Regions from separate parts of the Sus scrofa genome. Here region 1 is linked to region 2. A link is a contact called in public promoter capture Hi-C data. All regions are on one chromosome and are shown on one strand. Each heading gives the region's core, a stretch centred on a gene start, on an enhancer-like site or on the middle of the called end of the contact. The rest is flanking DNA. Distances are from core to core; before and after follow the strand shown. Region 1 holds the start of TAZ (tafazzin). Region 2 holds the start of IRAK1 (interleukin-1 receptor-associated kinase 1).

Region 1 (2,700 bases), core at 23-2,522, 220 kb before region 2:
ATCTAGGTTACTGGAGCTAAGCAACTCCCCGTGAGGTCGGCAGAACAGGAACTTCTAGGTGGGGAACTGGGCTCCCACATGAGCCTGGCTGAAGGTTACAAACCCAGCCGGGGCAAACCTGGAACCAGGACACAGGTTTTCCAGCTCCTAGCCCACCGCTTCCTTGACGGGACACCCTGGGGTCCTCAGATTTGTCCCCCAGGCTCTTTGGAACCCTCAACCGTTTAGAGAATGGAAGGTTCCACAGGCTTGATTCATCAGAGCAAAGGCGCTGGCAAACCTTGTTCTGCAGTCACTTCCACACTTCCTCATTCCCTCCAAATTTCTGAGGCTCTCTCCAAATCACACTCCCTAGGAAGATGCTAAAGGGGCCACAAGTCAACCTTTCACCCCTGGGGCAGGACATGGCAGAAACAGGTGAGCCCATTGAGAAGCGGGTTGGTTCTGCTTCTGTTCGGCCCTGTCCCAGGTTCTCTCCTTGCCTCCCCGTGCCCAGCACACTGGTCCGTGTACCCCAGAGATGAGGGTCATCCATGCAGGACTGGTGATTGGAGACCGTGATGAGGGGTGTGGCTGGGCCTCGGTTTTCGATGAGGTCGTACAGCACCTCCTTGTTGTGGACCGTGAGGTGGTTCATGTACTCTGGGGGCGGGGGGGAGAAAGGGAGTGGGGGTCTTGGCCTCCCTTCCCGGGCGCCCAGGGCTCCACCCCAGCCAAGCTCACACCCGCCAGTGCCCCCAACCCCGAACCCCAATTCTCGTTGGGCGTGGAGACCTGTGACCGACCCTGCCGCCTCAGCTTTGGGTCCACTCACTGGTCCAGAAGCAGCTGTAGGTGCCCACCAGGCCCATGACGACGCTGCTGGCCAGGGTCCAGGTGAGCGGCGGCACCGCAGGGAACGGCCATTTCACATGGAGGGGCATCTCCCCCCGGCCGAATTTCCCAGCACCCCCGCCAGAGGCCCGGCGCTCCCCCTGCCACGGGGCAGCCCGTGGGGCCGCTCGAGGTCTGTGTCCTCAACCGCTCGGGAGCCGGGTCCCTGACAGGCCCGCGCCACAGACGGGCGCCACGGCTCGGCGCTACAGGCGACTCAACCAAGGTCACCTCCTGGGTCAGGCCAGAAGCGGGCCCGGCCCCACTCTCTCGCCACAGACTAGCCGCCCCGGAACCGGGAGACAGGGAGCGGGCGGGAGCGCTCGCGCGGACCGCGGAGGCCGCCGAGCCCCGCGCACCCGCCGGAAAGCGAGTCTGCGACGCCGCCGAGCTGTACTCTCTCTGTCGCAAAACTCGCTCGGGCCGCTTGACGGCAGCGGGGGCGGACCCGAGGGCCTTGTGGCCCCGCCCCGGCCCCGCCCAGCTCCAGCTCCACCTGGGTTCGAAGCCGCCAGCCCGCGGCGCAGGGCTTTTGGCGCTTTACCTTATCTTAGGTAAAGTACCCGTGCGTGGGCAGCGAGGGCTGTGCTCAAGGTCGGGGCTGGCAGAGTACTTTTACTTTAGTTTTTGTCCACCTTTGTTTTCATTAATTTCATGTAAGATGGAATTAACCATTTTAAAGTATTTCTAATATTGTGTGTGTGTGTGTGTGTGTATAGTCTTTTTTTTTTTTTTTTTTTTTTTTTAGGGCTGCACCGGGAGCACGTGGAAGTTCCCAAGCTGGGGGTCGAATCAGAGCTGTAGCCGCTGGCCAAGACGACCGCCACAGCATGGAGGGATCCCAACTGGCTGCATCTGCAACCTGCACCGCAGCTCACAGCAACGCCGCCGGATCTTAACCCACTGAGCGGCACCCAGAATGGAACATGCGGCCCTATGGATACTAGTTGGTCTTACCCCTGAGCCACAACAGGAGCTCCGCATTTTATATTCTGTAACATATGTAATGTTATGTTATATATTGTATATATTACATTACATAATTTTACATACTCACCTACATACAGTTTTATATAATTAACAATATTACAGAATTGTACTATATATGTATGTAATATAATTTACTACATGATGTAATATGTAATATATCGCAGCATGTAACATGCAATAAGAAATTTATATATATAGGGAGTTCCCGTCGTGGCGCAGTGGTTAACGAATCCGACGAGGAACCACGAGGTTGCGGGTTCGGTCCCTGCCCTTGCTCAGTGGGTTAACGATCCGGCGTTGCCGTGAGCTGTGGTGTAGGTTGCAGACGAGGCTCGGATCCCGCGTTGCTGTGGCTCTGGCGTAGGCCGGTGGCTACAGCTCCGATTGGACCCCTAGCCTGGGAACCTCCATATGCCGCGGGAGAGGCCCAAGAAATAGCAACAACAACAAAAGACAAAAAAAAAAAGAAAGAAATTTATATATATAATAGTATTTTATATCATTTAGTACATCTGTAGTGTTGTCAACCACCACCTCCAACTAGTTCCAAACATGTTCATCACCCCAAAAAGAAAGGCCTGTACTCGTTAAGCAGTCTGTTTTTTATTTATTTTATTTTATTGTATTTTAGTCTTTTGTCTTTTTACCGCCACACCTGCAGCATATGGAGGTTCCCAGGCGAGGGGTCGAATCGGAGCTTTTGCTGCCGGCCCACGCCAGAGCCACCGCAACCCCAGATCCGAGCCGCATCTGCGACCTACACCGCAGCTCACGGCAATGCCAGATCCTTAACCCACTGAGCAAGGCCAGGGATCGAACCCACAACCTCATGGTTCC
Region 2 (2,710 bases), core at 99-2,598:
GTCAGCAAAGACCTGTTGCCTTTGAAGCGGGCAAGCAGCTGGAGAAACAAAAGGCGAAGTCACCCTGGCTGCTTTGGGGGGGGGTCTTTGCCATCTGGTGGGGGAGGCAGCCAAGTGGAGAGGCTGAAGAAGGACGCGTCAGAGGTGCCGGCCAAGCAGGGGCTGTGGGAGGCTCGCCTGAGGGGCCCAGGGAGCTCTCCGCCGAGCTTCCGCCCGGGGGGCTGTCTGAGCTCCAGCTGGTCCGGTGCGGGCCACGCAGCTGCAGGGCAGGTCGCTGCAGGGCAGGTCGCATTCTTGGAACCCTAAGGAGCTCTGGATGGCTGCAGGCTGCTGCTGTGTGCCGAGCGCTAGACAGAGGTGGACAGGAAGGGGCTGGGTGACGACAGCAGTGGGGGCAGGGCGGAAGAGCTGGGACCCCAGCGGAGGGCTTCGGGGAACCCCGGGAAGGCCCGAAGCAGGCAAGTGAGGTGGCTTGAGTTGTGCCTAAGGAAGACGACCCGGCACTAAGAGGTAGCACTGGGGGCAGTGGGCCTGTGGGCAAGAGATGGACTCCAGGAAAGCTCAGGGAGGTGACAGGGAAATAGCAGCTGCTGCCGCGCCAAGCGCCTGAGACCCCAAGGACACCAATGGCTGCCCAGCAGAGTGCGACCAGTGTGCGGCCAGCCCTGGGAGCTCGGTGCCCGATGAGCGCTTCAGAAAGGAGGGGGGGACCGCCAGCTGAGCCAGGAGGGTGACAAGAGGGAGGAGCGACAGCAGGAACCGAAGGCCTCTTTTCAAGAGATGTAAACACGTTTCATGTGCCAGTGGCGGAGGAGCCAACAAAGAAAGAGATACGGCAGGTGCTGCAAAGAGCGGGAAAGATGGGCTCCCGCGCCCAGGAGGTGGCTGGAAATGCTGAGTTGGGCTGACCTGCTGTAAAGCTTCCAGACCGTTCTTCTGCACCCCGCCTCGGCCAGGCCGCCTCTGCGACCCACATCTGACCCTGCCCTGCCCGGATCCGTTGACCACCCTCCGCTGCCTCCTAGATAAAACCAACTTCTTAAGACGGCCTCCCGGGGCCCCTCGGCCGGCCCGGTGCCAGCCCTTTCCGGAACAACCCCGCGCCGCCGCCGCTCCGAGCCCGCCCCTCCTCTTGGGAGCCCGCCCCCCCCCCGCCCCCCCCCCCCCGCGCCGGGCCCACTGCGCAGCCTTCCCGCCGAGCGGTCGCGCGCGGCGCCCCCGTGTGGCCGGGGCTCGCGGCGGCGGCGGCGGCAGCGGCGGGCGACATGGCGGCGGGCCCGGGCACCGCCCCTTCCGCCCCGCCGGGCGTCGCACGAGGCCGGCTTAAAGGGGAAGTGAGTCAGTGTCCGCGGACCCGGCCGGCCGAGGCCCGCGCCCGCCGCGGCCCCGAAAGGCCGCGAGAGGCCCCGGCCGGGCGGCGGCGGCAGCGGCCATGGCCGGGGGGCCAGGCCCGGGAGACCCCGCGGTCCCCGGCGCCCAGCACTTCTTGTACGAGGTGCCGCCCTGGGTCATGTGCCGCTTCTACAAGGTGATGGACGCCCTGGAGCCCGCCGACTGGTGCCAGTTCGGTGGGTGGCGGCGGGCCGGCGGGGGCGGGGCGGGGCGGGGAGCGCGCGGGGCCCCGGCGCCCAGGCCTGACGACCCCCGCCCCGCAGCCGCCCTGATCGTGCGCGACCAGACCGAGCTGAGGCTGTGCGAGCGCTCCGGGCAGCGCACGGCCAGCGTCCTGTGGCCGTGGATCAACCGCAACGCCCGCGTGGCCGACCTCGTGCGCATTCTCACGCACCTGCAGCTGCTCCGCGCGCGGGACATCATCACAGCATGTGAGCGCGCGGTGGCCCTCGCCCCCACGCCGGGCCCCGGGCTAGGGGTCGCCCAGGGCGTCCCACGGAGCTCTTCCCCCCTCCCCGCCCCGCGCCTGGGCCTAACAGTCCTTTCCTTCCTCGGTGTCCTAGGGCACCCTTCCGCCCCTTTTCTGCCCCCGAGCAGCACCACCCCCAGGCCCAACAGCATCTCTGCACCCTTGGAGGCCAAGGCCCCCAGCCCCCGGAAGTTGCACTCGTCAGCCTCCACCCTCCTCTCCCCAGGTAAGACAGCCCGGCCGGGTGTGGGCTTGAGGAACCTGAGAAAAGGACCCCCTTGACCCTGGCCATGGCAGTGAATCCTGCGGCCGGTCGCCGTCTCCCTGTCACTGGTGTCTTTATGCAGCTTTTCCAGGCTCCCAGACTCATTCTGACCCTGAGCTCGGCCCTCACACAAGCCCTGCCGCCCTCCAGCCCCCAGCGCTATCTGCAGCCCCTCTCTCTACCCAGGTAGGTGGGTCCTGCGGGCCCGCGGGTCTGAGACAAGCCCGAAGAAACCCAGCCTTCGCTACACTGGGGAGCCCCAGCCAGCCCAGCAGGGGCGCTGGGAGTTGAAGGAGCTTGTGGCCTGGGCAGAGGGGAGGAGACAGGCCTCCCCTGATCCGGGGTCTCTGCCCACAGCCAAGCCCAGAAAGCTCAGGGTCCCTCTTGCCGGGGGCCCCCTCTTCGTTCTGCTGGCCCCTCCACGAGATCCGCCAGGGCACCCAGGACTTCTCAGACGCGCTGAAGATCGGGGAGGGCGGCTTCGGGTGTGTGTACCGGGCGGTGATGAGAAACACGGTGTACGCTGTGAAGAGGCTGAAGCAGGTGCGTGGAGCAGCCGGCAGAGGCCCCGGTCCTCCCCCCGC

What was found. Promoter capture Hi-C pulls out the DNA fragments that hold promoters and counts their contacts.
Region 1: a promoter capture Hi-C map of fetal liver shows a contact between it and region 2, with 2.7 times the contacts expected there. The contact joins the promoter of TAZ here to the promoter of IRAK1 in region 2. A contact is called at or near these places in 1 of 5 promoter capture datasets (fetal liver) and 1 of 2 datasets of contacts at active chromatin or transcription factors (alveolar macrophages).

Annotation. Positions count from the first base shown.
Region 1 is chrX:124,938,608-124,941,307 of Sscrofa11.1, reverse strand. It overlaps TAZ (tafazzin), which reads right to left and starts at 1,272. Exons shown (of 10, transcript XM_021080761.1): 1 at 815-1,272; 2 at 514-642. The coding sequence starts at 923.
Region 2 is chrX:124,723,493-124,726,202 of Sscrofa11.1, reverse strand. IRAK1 (interleukin-1 receptor-associated kinase 1) reads left to right here and starts at 1,348. Exons shown (of 15, transcript XM_003135490.4): 1 at 1,348-1,568; 2 at 1,656-1,823; 3 at 1,956-2,087; 4 at 2,209-2,312; 5 at 2,484-2,669. The coding sequence starts at 1,433. It overlaps LOC106507059 (a long non-coding RNA gene), which reads right to left and starts at 1,151. Exons shown (of 2, transcript XR_001302752.2): 1 at 910-1,151; 2 at 1-347.